3 separate regions of the Sus scrofa genome follow, and regions 1 and 3 are each linked to region 2. A link is a contact called in public HiChIP or PLAC-seq data. All regions are on one chromosome and are shown on one strand. The core of a region is the stretch at or near the end of the contact, and the rest is flanking DNA. Distances in the headings are between cores, read along the strand shown. Region 1 has its middle 190 kb from the start of SEMA6A. Region 2 overlaps SEMA6A (semaphorin-6A). Region 3 has its middle 210 kb from the start of SEMA6A.

What was found. HiChIP or PLAC-seq counts read pairs in DNA pulled down with a chosen protein or histone mark.
Region 1: a contact with region 2 is called in an H3K27ac HiChIP or PLAC-seq map of skeletal muscle, with 2.2 times the contacts expected there. The contact joins two enhancer-like sites. A contact is called at or near these places in 1 of 47 Hi-C or Micro-C datasets (retroperitoneal adipose tissue) and 1 of 2 datasets of contacts at active chromatin or transcription factors (skeletal muscle).
Region 3: a contact with region 2 is called in an H3K27ac HiChIP or PLAC-seq map of skeletal muscle. The contact joins two enhancer-like sites. A contact is called at or near these places in 1 of 47 Hi-C or Micro-C datasets (retroperitoneal adipose tissue) and 1 of 2 datasets of contacts at active chromatin or transcription factors (skeletal muscle).

Annotation. Positions count from the first base shown.
Region 1 is chr2:120,490,938-120,495,361 of Sscrofa11.1, forward strand. No RefSeq gene overlaps it. Among named protein-coding and RNA genes, the nearest start is that of SEMA6A, 190 kb to the right of the region's middle. Within about 2 kb of position 1,629, at least 15 of the 83 cell types and tissues checked have an H3K27ac peak or open chromatin away from gene starts, as enhancers often do. A contact at or near this core is called in skeletal muscle, where this site is marked.
Region 2 is chr2:120,637,797-120,642,227 of Sscrofa11.1, forward strand. The region is part of intron 1 of SEMA6A (semaphorin-6A); the gene reads right to left. Among named protein-coding and RNA genes, the nearest start is that of SEMA6A, 48 kb to the right of the region's middle. Within about 2 kb of position 1,330, at least 17 of the 83 cell types and tissues checked have an H3K27ac peak or open chromatin away from gene starts, as enhancers often do. A contact at or near this core is called in retroperitoneal adipose tissue and skeletal muscle, where this site is marked.
Region 3 is chr2:120,471,642-120,476,231 of Sscrofa11.1, forward strand. No RefSeq gene overlaps it. Among named protein-coding and RNA genes, the nearest start is that of SEMA6A, 210 kb to the right of the region's middle. Within about 2 kb of position 1,895, at least 21 of the 83 cell types and tissues checked have an H3K27ac peak or open chromatin away from gene starts, as enhancers often do. A contact at or near this core is called in retroperitoneal adipose tissue and skeletal muscle, where this site is marked.

The sequences.
Region 1 (4,424 bases), core at 379-2,878, 150 kb before region 2:
GTGTTGCAGGTGATGTGAAACTCCCCTGCTTGTTGGTGGGAAGTCTCCTGGTGCCCGTCTCTTGCCTGCTCCAAAGGATAAGCCAGCAGCAGCTCCTGCCCTTTCGGCCAGAAATGCCTACAGAGCTGCTATTGTTTCCCTCAGGTAACAAATGCCACAAGCCACCCCGGAGCCCAGCTGCTTCCGCGCCATCAAATGAGAAGGGTGCTTTGTTTTAATTGTCACATTTGCTGTTTGGAAGGATGCTCTTTGACCGGCGGAGTTTTCTGGGTGACCTTTCCATAGGAATTGCATGCAAATGTCTTAGCCATAGCTTGTGATTGGTCTGGAAAGGTTATCTCCATTTGTCTAGACGGCTGTCTTCACAAAAGAAAGTTCAGGCAAGGTGCCCAAGGCTGGGGGGCAGTAGAGGAGAAAGGTCATCTGGTCTACACCGCTCTGTCCCCTGGGCCCCACCTGCAGGTGGCAGCTTGTGTTTGCTTCTAGCTTCCCACGGTTTACCTCGGCCTAGAATAACCCTGCTGGCCGAGGTGCCTCGCTGCTGCTTCCCCGCCTGTTTCCTGAGAACAGGCTCTCTTTGAGCAGATGTAATACACCCTCCAATCGCCCTGAGATAGGCGGTGCAGAGGAATCACCCGTCTGAACAACCAAGGCTCTGTTAATGGGTTCTTAAAGGGTTTGTTGAGGGGACAACGCATATTAATGGTTCGCCCTCCAAACAACTCTATTTAAATAACCGCCCTTTCTGAACAACAACAACAAAAACCCTCTCTGGGAACTCAGCTGAGATTAATGTGTTCCTTATTACCACAGAGCCGTCTGATAACCCCTTATCCCCAATCACAGGCTGGTGATGGCAGAGAGATGCGTTTTCAATGAGACGTCCTCAGATTTAAGCTGCCCAAGAGAAAGGGCTGTGCTCAGATTTATGGGCGGTTGGGGGTTGGATTTCTTGGCCTGCGGCTCAGTCACTCCCAGGGACATCAGACTGTTTGTTTTCCTTCCGGGTGGAGGCCTGGAGGTAGCATAAATTAACCTTAGAGGTCACGTGGGGTGAAGGTGGGAGAGTGAAGGCAAGGAGCCTAAAGCCAGGGACGGAGGTTCTGCACGAGAGTTAGCAGAGAAGGTTCCAGAGGCTTGAGGGGATTGCAGTGGAGGAGTGTGAAGTTCTCATGAATCATGTCAGCTGTTGATGGGGGATTCACAGCAAACAGCTGCATGCGCAAGCCGCGGCCTGATCCCTGGGGAAGCAGGTGGTGGGGACTTGTAGGGCATGGCCTGCCCCAGCCTGTCTCCATTAGCTGTAATTATGCTCATGGCTTGTGCTCAGGGACAGCAAGGAGCCACCAAGGCCTGCCGGCACTACCGAAGACCTGCCTTTCTAGCTGGTGGTCAGTCAGCTGTGAAAATGGGCCACACTTGGCAACAACAGAAGGACTCTGAGGCCTGAAGCAATTTTTCTTTGAAATCAGCTTGTAAATTGCAGGGAGTCCAAATAAACTGATGCATTTACTAGCTTGAGCGGCTTTCTCATTCCTGCTTCATTGCCTCAGCCTGGCCACTCCTTGCTGGAGCGGTTCTGGGCGTGGAGATGGGGGATGGAGAGGGGGGAATGGGGATCTCCCCACCCCCACCCCATCTGTCCCCTAAGGCTGGAAGCAGCTCTGATCTATTTGGCAAGGCATTACAGGCTGGACACTTAGGGGATGGTTTCTGTGTGCAAGCACAGGTTCATGATCAATATTACCGAGTGCTTTTCAATATATAAACTGAAAACAGGTTACACAAAACAAACCTATAATCTACAAGGGAAAATCCCTGTTAACTATAAAGCAGAGAGGTACCAAACACTCATTCGAAGATAAATAATACTTGTAGTCTCTCTCCCCAGCCCTCTCCTCCTGGATGGAGAAAGCCACCTTCCTAGGCAGCAGAATTGACCCGTTTAAATTCTGGGATATTTCCTTCCCTAATGATAACTGAAATTCAGTGACAGAAGAAGGCCCTCATGATTTTTGACCAGCTGCTTAGCATTTACTGCAGCATCTTGGTCACTTGGTCAGGGGATTTTGAAGAGCATGCCTGTCTGGGCAGCCTTGAAGCGCTTAGGGAGCAGTTGTCATTGGTGGTCAAAGGACGTCTCTGGGTGGACAGCTTAGGGATGGGGGCCGCCCGTGCAGGTGTGAGTTCAGATCCCAGTGTGGCTACTTACTGGCCAGGCAAGGGATGTCATCTTGCTAAGACTCCAGTTGCTCATCCATCACTGGGGATAATAACTATCTCGTGGTTAGTTGGGAATGGAGTGACAGATGTGACAGCCCCGGCAGGCTGTAAATGCTTCATTAAGTGTCAGTTCTTTTTCATCATCATTGAAGATCAGCAGACTCACACTTTGTCTTCACAAAATGCAGAGCTCAGGCTGTGGAGGGGGCATCATCTCATTGTGGTCTCATCCTTGACTTTCTGTCCTCCCGTCCTCGACACAAAGTCGAAAAGCCAGCCGGGTTGGGGGGCCATCCCCTATCCCAAACGGGCCCTTAGAACCCTGACTTCTGCTCTTTGTCCTTTTTCCTCTCCTCTCCATCTATCCTCATGCCCTAGCTCAAGTCTGACCTCCTCTGGGAAGCCTTCCTGAAGTCAGTCATAATGATTCCTAGAGTATTTGTAAGCACTCCCTGCCTCTTACCAAATGTAACACTGTGATATTAATTAGAATTAGATGAGTCCATGTCACCTCCTAAACCAGCTGGCTATAATTTTGAAGTCATGAGTGGCTCTTTCTATTTCCTTGCATTTTCCCCCCTCCCCAGCTTAGTGTCTAGCTCAAAATAGGTGCTCACGGGCATTCCCTTCATGGCTCAGCAGTTAAGGAACCTGACTAGGATCCATAAGGATGCGTGGTCAATCCCTGGCCTTGCTCAGTGAGTTAAGGATCTGGCGTTGCCATGAGCTGTGATGTAGGTTGCAGATCCAGTTCAGATCTGGTGTTGCTGTGACTATGGTGTAGGTTGTCAGCTGTAGCTCCGATTCATAAGGACCCCTAGCCTGGGAACCTCCATATGCCACAGGCGTGGCCCTAAAAAGACGAAAACAAAATTATTTATTGAAATATAGTTGATTTGCAATGTTGTGTTAATTTCTGCTGTACAGAAATGTGATTCAGTTATACATATATATATATATATCTTCTTTTTCATACTCTTTTCCATTACGGGTTGTCTCAGGATATTGAATATTGTACAATAATACCTTGTTTATCCATTCTAAATGTAATCATTTGCATCCCCCATCCCAAACTCCCAGTCCATACCTCCAGTACTCCCCCTTCCCCCAGTAGAACAAGTCTATTCTCTATGTCTGTGAGTCTGTTTATGTTTTGTAGATAAGTTCATGTGTCATATTTTAGATTCCACATATAAATGATATCATTTGCAGTTTATCTTTCTTTTTCTGACGTCACTTAATATGATAATCTCTGGTTCCATCCATGTTGCTGCAAATGGCATCATTTCGTTCTTTTTTGTGGCTGGGTAGTATTCCATGATGTGTGTGTGTTTGTGTGTGTGTACACACCACATCTTCCTAATCCATTCATCTGTCTGTGGACATTTAGGTTGTTTCCATGTCTTGACAATTGTGAATAGTGCTATTATGAACACAGAGGTACATGTATCTTTTTGTTTTTCGTTTTTTTGTTTTTTGTCTTTTTAGGGCCGCACCTGCAGCATATGGAGGTTCCCAGGCTAGGGATGTAATCGGAGCTATAGCCGCCAGCCTCTGCCACAGCAACACCAGATCCTGCCTACACCACAGCTTACGGCGACACTGGATCCTTGACCCTCTGATTTAGGCCATGGATCGAACCCGCAACCTCATGGTTCCTAGTCAGATTTGTTTCTGTTGCACCACAATAGGAACTCCATGTATCTTTTTGAATTACAGTTTTGTCTAGATATTTGCCCAGGTGTGGGATTACTGGATCATGTGGCAACTCTTTTAGTTTTGGGGGAATCATGATACTGTTTTCCATAGAGGCTGCACCAACTTACATTCTCGCCAACAGTGTAGGACGGTTCCCTTTTCCAGGAGCCACAGTTCTTAAGCCTCGAGTGTGGGTACCCGTAGCAGCTTGCACACACCAATGCTGGCCTGCCGGCTCACCTAGTGCCTGGCTCTGCATATCTTCCTCTCCCCACCAGGTCTCTTCAGCCTTGCCAGCCAGGGCCTGGTGTGTGTGCAGCTCTGGAGCATAGAAGCCCCTCTTCTCCTGCGCGTCACCCACAGCGTCAAGGTGCCGCGATACAGAGCAGGATCCCCTGGGCACCACGTGTCATGTGAGTCTCAGTTTATATTTGGAGGTTCCACTTTGTCCTTGCTGTCACCCACATCTGCTTCCTTCTCAACACATGGTTTGGCTGACCCAG
Region 2 (4,431 bases), core at 80-2,579:
ACCCCCTATCCTGGGTGCAAAGGGGCCATCAGCCTTCCTGACCCCATCTGGTTCCATTCCATCACTGCCCACTCTGCTCCACTCTCTCAGTCTTGCTTTCCTCAAAACACGCAGCTCTCATTCTGTCTTAGAGATTTGCTGCTCCCTCTTCTTGAAATTTTCTTCTCCCACCTCAGTCTTGATGCAGCTGGCTCACTTTCGTCCTTCAGAACTCAGTTAAAATGCCTTCTCTGACCCTGAAAACCATCCAGTGCCTTTTCTTTCATCAGTCTATTCCAAATTTCTGTAATAATTTGTCCTTAATTGATATCTCCACATTCCTACCCGTATTTGCTTTTTTCTGTCCCCTCCATTAGGATGTGCGTGTTTTATGGGCAATGGGTTTGTCTTGTTGATCACTGTATCTTAGTGTTCTGGAACAGTGAACCCCCAACAGATATTCATTGAATAATGCATAAGGGTTAACTCAAGAAAGCACCACAACAATTTCTGACAAATCAAGGTTACAACACAGGAAAGTGGAGATGCAAGGGGCAAGGATAGGTATTTTCAGATATCTGAAGAAAAACATGGAAGACAGTTATGAGGGTAGAACTGAGGTCAGTGGGCAGAAATCATGAGATAATGTTTGCTCTAAATAAGGAGAAACTTTCTAGTAGTTCCAGTAACATACATGGACTGGCCCACCTAAGGGGTCAGGAGGCCAGAGGAGTGCTGGGCTGAAAGGAACGCTGTCCAGGCGAGTGAGATGTCAGATGTGGGGGTGGACAGCGAGGACCCAACGGAGAGCCTGATTGCCTGTGATTCTTGGTCCTTCCTCAGGAAATCACAGATGACCTGCAAAATCCTGCTGTTGACTCATGCTCTTGCTGGAGTCTGCCCATAGGTCTTTAGAAGAAGCAGTGGGCCTGCTGTCAGAGAATCAAAGATCAAGTCCTCAGGCTTTGGCCAGGCCTCATTTATTCAGGATCCCAGTTGTAGTGGGATCCAAAAAGTGTATGTGAGGACAGAGATGGTGACAGCCTAATGGGCATGACAGGCAATGACCAGAGGACTTCTGGGCAGGGAACATACAGCATCCACAGTGCCCTGCCTCCTCCCATCTCTGCACATCTCACAGAAGGTCTGGAGTGTGGGATACAAAGTTGAGCTCTGGTGTGTGGCCTTCCTGGGGATGAATGTCATCCACTGGCTTATGACGAAGGCTCAATTGCCAATGGCATACAGACCCCAAGAGATGATTTAACTCCGCTCTTGTCTCTAATCCTTACCAGTGACTCATAACTTTCTCCTGACACCAGAGCAGCTGGGCCAGCCAGCTGGAGAGAAGACCTCCAGATGTTGCTGGCTGGACTTGGAGGGGGCTGTAGGGCTCTCGTCTGTGCAGTCAGCCCAGGGTGCGTCAGTGGGCCAGAGTGGGGCTGCTTCCCCCTCTGCAAACAAGATGCGCCCGGGGACGTCAGCTCTGTCGTGGGCTGTCTCTCATCCTTCCACACAGCGTGTCTCCACACACAGAGCAGTGCAGCTCCTCTTCTTCTGCAGCTCAGAGGAGTCGTATTTCTTTTGGGAATATTAGATCCTTGAGCCAGTCCATCTGGAGAAGGTATGAGAGAGAGTCCTCTGGCTAGAACGTACCCACCCAGATGTCTGGGCTTAAAACAGATCTCCAACTAGAGAATGTGTGAAAGGATGAGAAGCTAAAGGAGAGGAGGGGGTGGGGCCAAGGAAGAGATGATGTTGTTTCTGAGAAAAGGATTAAAACAAAGACATAAAGTTGGATTCGTTGATTAGACACCAGAAAAATATGAAATGTACGTGTGAAATCGCATTAAAGTGGCTCTTTATGCAACGTTTTGTACACTGAAGGCACTTGTTAAATATTTGTTAATTTTGATCCAAGTGGCTTTGAGTTTTTTAAAATATCAGCACATTGAGCTCTACAGTGATTGTAAAAGGGGCAAATTTTTAAATGAAAATGGAAATATAAGTCAGGACCTATGGAGTTTTTAAGTAGTTGTGACTATTTCAGTTCTGTTACACATGCAGCTAGTAAGAGCAGTTGTCTTGGAGGCAGAAGGACTGAGGGTCAGATGTGGAAAAGAAACCCAACTTTTTTTGCTGTACCCTTTTATGCTTTTTAAGGTTTTTTTTTTTCTTTCTTATGGATGTGTTTCATTTTTGGAACAAGTTATTATTTTTTGAATCTGTGTCTCCAGAGGCGAACCTGGAACGCAGGCCTGCCGATACCTGCCAATTCCCACAGTTTTTCCCAGGATCCCATCCCTTCACAGTGTGTTCAGCCAGCGGGAATGTTCTGGAATACAGGATGAGGGTGAGGGGGGTTTATAGGCATGGTAGTGTCAGTAGTGGAAACTTTATCTGTGATGCAGATGGATATATCTGGTGGCTGATAGTTTACACGACACCATAAACCCGCCTGCGTGCTATATGAATGGCTGCCTAATTTATTAGCTTTCAAATAAAAATGTAACAAACTTGGAAAGGCAGGGTGCAGTGAAGTCAGATACCAAGAATCGGATGAGCTGAAAGCCAACACTCTTGGTATTTTTTCGTTTTCCATAAGCAAGATTACCAGGCTGTGTGTAATCTTACAAGGGGGACCTTTTCTCCTCCTCCATGTGCGTGTCCATTTCTGGGCAGCTCCCACCCCCGTGTTCTCTGGCATCACTGCCTCTCTTGGCATTCACTTCCCATGACAAAGGAAGCCAAAGGCTGCTTCCAAAGCAGCCCCAGAGGACACCCAACTTTTTAGGTTTTTTTTTTTTTTTAATTTACACAATGATTTTTAAAAATCTAAAGATATTTATTTCTTCTATTATTGTTGATTTACAATGGTCTGTCAATTTCTGCTCTACAGCAAGCGACCCAGTCATATATATGTGTGTGTGTGTAGTTTTTCTCACATTATCCTGTCATGTGTGTTCTCTTCTGGGAACGGTCACCTTAGACTCTGAGAGAATGACTTCCCAGAGCAGGGGATCATTGACTTGTGGGCAAATGAGGCTTCATCAGGTAAGCAAAGAAGCCCTGTGGGGAGGTACCCACGGTATGCAGAGATGATAGGTAGGAAGTGTCATTCATCCTATCCCTCCCTCTTTGGGAGATGAACTACAAGCAGCGGCTTCTTCCTTTTTGTTCTTATCACTTGTTTACTCAGCAAACACTGAGCTACGTGCTGAGATGGGGGCCAAGACTTGTTTCTCCCTTCTTCAGTCCCCCTTCTCCCGAGAGCCCATTGCAACCACTGTGGAGCTGCTTCTCTTGCCGGGTGGGTCACATTATGCTCCTCTTCTCGGGGCTCCAGGGCTCTCACTGGGGTGGGAGACAGTTGTTTCTGAATCGAATTTCAACTCCAGTTTGAGCCCAGGAGGCAAGTGCTGCCCACTGAAACATGTGCAGTCTCTCTTCCCTGCCCCACCAGTATATGCTGCTCCGTCCGTAGCTAAATGCAAAAGCAGACCCTACTGTGGGCATGCACCAGGGATTTCTAGACCTGCCCACACACTGGAACCGCTTGGAGAGCTTCAAAATTTAAGAATGCCTGTGTCCTGCACCCAGACATCATGACTGCACTGGCCTGGGGGTGTGGCCCGTGCTTTGGAAACTTCAGTAGCTCCCCAGGTGACTCAAGTGAGTAGACGAGTTTGGGAACTGCTGATATAAACACAAATGGCATCCAGATTACAATCCTAATCCCTTTCATTTCAATGCCATCAGCTACGCCAGGGCTAATTAATCATGATTCAGAAAACTTGTCTTTGTGCCAGCTCCTTGGAGTGGCTTTTAAAACATCTAAGTTTATTTCGTGCCCACCCACCCGCATGCCAAAACATAATTTAATCCATCAAAAATTACAGGGAGCCATGCAAAAACTTCTTTTCCAGCATGGGGTTTGCAAAGCATTTTTAATGTAAACACAGACAATAGGTATGTTCTCTTTTCTGACAGAGTTGAAATAGAGCAGACCTAATTAACCCACCCAGATGCTGTGGAGCGGAGGCCACGGGAATACTGCGTTTGGAAGCCTATCTTGCAGCCTTATCAAAACGGCTTTTCTCTTCGACAGTGCCCTGGTAACCTGGGAAATATAAATTTTGATTACTGATTGCTGCATTGTTAGTAACTGACTATATATCATCAGTAGCTGGTCACCAGTGTCAGCCCAGACTTAATTATCTCAGCCGAAGAGAAAGTAACCCCATGAAAGAACTGCTTTCCAATTAAAGCAGCAGAGAATATGTGATTTGTCTCTCTGGCGATACCCAGTGCATACCCCTTTTCATGTTGTTTGTATTGTCTTCTTTTCCTCATTACAAGCTCCGTTGTGTATCTCGGGCACCCTCACAGAAACACATAAATATCAAGAGGAGGGCTGTCAGACCTTTGAAAAAAAATCCTGGTCACTACCAA
Region 3 (4,590 bases), core at 645-3,144, 170 kb before region 2:
CCCCGGGAGTCTGGTTTGGGCCTCCCATTGCTATGGATACTGAGGAGCCAGACAGAGGCAATTACAGGAGGAACCAGGGGCTCGGTGTGTGGGGTGGGAGGGCAGGGGGATAGTCATGGGTGATGGTCGAGCACAGGGGGGCTTGAGGAATGAAAGGAACAGTAAGTCTGGCCAGATCCTGTAAGCTCGGTCTGTGAACTCAGACTGAAGGGAAAATAATTTGCTCTTCTTGGCAGGGCTCTGTGTATACTTTTTGCTACTTAATCCTTACAGAAAGTTGAGCACTATGAGGAACTGAAACCAGCGAGACTCAGTCCCATGGCTGGGGCCACACAGAAGATGGCAGCCTCAAATTCAAACTTGGGCCTGCTGATTTCAAAGCTGGTACCTTCTCCACCTGCCCCTCCAAGCCCTCTGGATGGAGAAGGGCCCCTGCTCACATGTCATTCAGAACAATACCAGTGATGTTGTGCTAGGACATGGAGGACAAAGGCTGGACTCCCTGCAGCCTGTCATTCAGAGGCTGGTGGCTGTCAATTTGTGTCAACTCATCTCCTAGTATTTTTGGGGGCAGGTCAGCCAGCCCATTCATTCTCTTGCCCCAGGACTATTGTAGGACCATATAGGTGCCAAAGAGACAGAATGAGCTTAATTTTCCAGACTGAGGTTCACGGTTACACTGGTAAATTAAATCCCCAAATACAGGTGATGGCACTTGGCCTGGTCTGCCCAGGTTTCAGCTGTGTGGCTGCCCCCTCCACCTCTCCCTGTGAGTGCTTGAGGCCCATGGCTTTGGTCTGCTCTGAGGAGCGCTTCACAGAGGATGCTGGAAGCACTTGGGGAGCGTGGGGGTATCAGACCTCCGGACAGATGTTGTGACCTCTGGAAGTCAGCCTGCCTTTTGGGCTGTCAAGGCCAGCTCCTGAGACTGAGCCGTGAAACTGAGCCTCCTGCAGGAGCCCGGGACACCTTCCGTTCCTAGTAGACTCCATCACGTCCATGAGGCAGCATTCTGTACCAAAGGGAGGGAGGACGGGAAGGAGGAAAGGCATCCTTGTGGGTCAGAGGCTTGGGAAAGGGGCGGGGAGCCCAGGGCCTTGGGGATCACCCAAGGCCTTGGGGATGGGAAAGAACCAGAGCTGTCTGATCGTTTCCACCGTGTAGAGGCGGTACAGTTGGTGTCACTTTGGGCTGGTTTGGTTTCTTACATCAAACACTTCCCTTGCTAATAAGCTCACAGAGCTCTGTTCCTCTCTTTAGAAGAGTGTGTAGGTGACGTAGCTCTGGCAGCCGTTTCCTGTGTTTTTTCAACTCTAGCTTTTTCATCTCCCCACACCTCTCGGTTACAGATTCTGATTCTTCAGACTCACTCCTCTCCTTCTCACCTCCTTGTGTAGGTCCTTCTAAAAAGCTCAGTGCCAACCTCCTGCCATTGATTGAGCACCACTTGTGTGCCAGGTGTGTGTTCAGCATCATCCAGGCACTTATTTAATCTTCCTAGCAGGTTTAGCTATACAGCTTCAGTTTACAAATGAGCAAACAAGCCCAGAGAGATTTAGCAACTTGCTCAGGGGTACACAGCTTCTTATAAGTGGTGGAACTGGGATTTGAGCTTCTTTCTATCCATCTGATCCCAAAAGCTGTGCCCCCAGCATGGCCTCCTGGCACTGCCCTGCTCTGCAAGGTGAGAGGCAGCTCTTCAAATCTCACTTTTGTATCTGTGATGTTGGTGAAGGGGAATGAGCATGCCTTCAGCAGCTGCTTCCAGAGAGTGACAGGACCACACTATCAAGGGCTTCAGGTGTTTGCTTTTGGCAGAAGTTCCTCCAGGCCTTCCTGTTGCTCCAAGCAGGCTGTCAGGGAGCCTTTACCCTCCTCTAGGGAGGCAGCTGCTATTTCCAGCTCAGTGATTTGAGCAGGCCTCCCAAAGAAAGTGTTATTGCAAACCTGGCCTTTATCCCTCCCTGTTCCAGGGACTGCAACTCCTGGCTCTAGCTGGAGATCTAGATTGCAAGATAAGGAAAGAGCTGGGCCAATTTTCTGGTCACTTCTTGGCACCAAACTCTCATGTTTTTACAGCAACCACAGGCCCTACATCCTTCCTGGAGAACACAAGCAAACTCACCTCTCCCCACTTTCCCAGCCCCTGGAGGCGGCTGTTTTGATTTGCTATGCTCACAGCCTCCCTTCACTGGGCAGGGGCTTCCATATGGCCCAGGTTAGAAGAGGATGATTTCCAGGGGGCTCCTGGAAATGTGTTTCAGGTGGGCTCCTGGGCATTTGGCCTGTCTACTGCCTCTTCGTCTCTGTTTGCTTTGCCTGATTGTGTTTTCTCTGCTGATTTGTCTAAGTTTCTTTCCCTCACTTTGTCCAAGGTGCATCTGGTACCCATTTGGCTGGGAGAGAGCAGAAGCAGCGTGGTTAATTGAATGCTTGGCACAGGGCTGCAAGAAGCAAACCGAGGAGAAAGGCAAGGGCTAGAAGGGCAAGGAGAATGTGGTTGATTGGAGCCTTTGCACAGCGCAGAAATTCTGCAACCTCCCTGGTTTCTGTCCAGAAAGAAAGCCTCAAGAAGGTGAAAGGAAGGACTTTGAGTCATTCTGAAACTTGATGGCAACTCCTGCTTCAGTGGAAGCCCCACCATGGCCCATCCTTCTCTCACAAGGCCCGTGGCTTCTGGGCAGGTGGCCAGGGTACCACCAGGCCCTGCTTGCTGGGAGGGAAGAATGAAAGGGCTAGAAAAGATCACCTGTGTCTCTATTCTTGTTTTCATCTAGTTTGTAGTCTGGCCTCTGGTTGTACAGCAGGAGTTTTGGCTCAGGACCTTGGTCTGGTGCCAGAATGCCAAGTAGAAGTGAAACAGCACCACTTGGAATCCCCATTTCTGGCAGGGCCCCAGGGCCAGCCCAGCCGCAGCAGGGGAGACTCTCGGCCCAGTTACCTGCCTGTCTGTGCCTCAGACTTTGAGAGACCAAAAAAAGCACAGAGTTTGAATCTCACATTGGGCTCCTATTTGATATATGCCATCCAAATAAGTGCCTGTTCATTTTGGGCCTCAGTGTCCCCATCTGTAAAATGCAACACATCACATTGTTCTGAAGAGTAAATGAAATGATTCAAAACACGCATCAGTTCTGCATCTCATTAAAGACTCCACATATATTACTTCATTCACTTCACACAGCCCTAGGAGGAAGGACTATTGTTTTATGGAGAAGCAGAGATGGGATAGGCTGGGATCTGGCACCCTTGACCAGCGTGCGTGCACCCGGACAAAGTCTTCTCCAGCAACAGCATATAAAGAAACTATAAGGGAATACAAGTAACCACACATGTGCAGTTGTGGCAATTATGAACAACAGGCCACAAACCAACAGCCATTTTTTAGATTCCAGGAGCAAAAGCAGAGTACTGCCCAGGGCACCACCAAGGGGGTGGGTTGACTACATACGTTATGCCCCCTGCCCAACCTGCAGACCTACCCCCATCGTTATCCCACCCAAGTGGCTACTCTCCAGGCCTGAGCAAGGGCACCTGTTTTCTGTTTTTGCTCCTTTGTGCTGCATCACAAGCCCCAATAAAGCCTTGCCTGAAATTCTTACCTGGTCTGTTATCAATTTTGATTGATTAAAAGAGCCTGGATGGGTAACAGAAGCTAATGACACATCCATGGTCTCACAGCCAGGAAGTGGCAGGGGTGGCAGAGCCCAGACTCCAGGTGGGGTGTCTGGCCCAGACCCTGCACATCTAGGCCATGCTCTCCTGCCTCTAGGTAAGCGGGGAAGCTCCTGGTGCCTGGTGGGAAGACACACACTGAACGCCAGCCCTTTCTGTCACTGCCTCGGGCTGTGGAGCTGCTCAGGGAGTTACCCTGGTTGCTCTCTGGAAGGACAGTGACATGGAGACCAGCAAACAAAGCACAAGAACGAGTGAAAAAAGAGGAGGCTGGGTCAGGAAGGACATGCAAGACGCTGACACAAGCAAGGTCAGTGGGGAACCCCTGGAGTTGGGGCATGGGAACTGGGTCCTCCCTGGCCTGGGCCCTCAGGGGATGCTCTGGAAATCCACACAGTCTCTTTCTGACCGGGTCTGAGGAGTTGGCGAGGTCAGACTGCTGGTCCTCTGAGCATCTCTAGGTTTAGGGCTCCTCCAGCCCATTGCTCCTGCCCAGCTGCCTTTCAGAGGATGCGCTTGCTCCCCAGACTTGTCTGCTGTCCCTGCCTCTCCTTAATGAGGGCGAGTCAGGAGTTCCCATCGTGGCGCAGTGGTTAACGAATCCGACTGGGAACCATGAGGTTGAGGGTTCACGCCCTGGCCTTGCTCAGTGGGTTGACGATCCTGCATTGCCGTGAGCTGTGGTGTAGGTCGCAGACGCGGCTCGGATCCCACGTTGCTGTGGCTCTGGCATAGGCTGGTGGCTACAGCTCCGATTTGACCCTTAGCCTGGGAATCTCCATATGCTGTGGGAGCGGCCCAAGAAATGGCAAAAAGACAAAAAAAAAAAGAAAAAAAAAATGAGGGCAAGTCTGTCATTTGGGTCCTGGCCACATGCTGTCCTTGCTGTGGTATCACTGCTCCCAGCAGAGACCC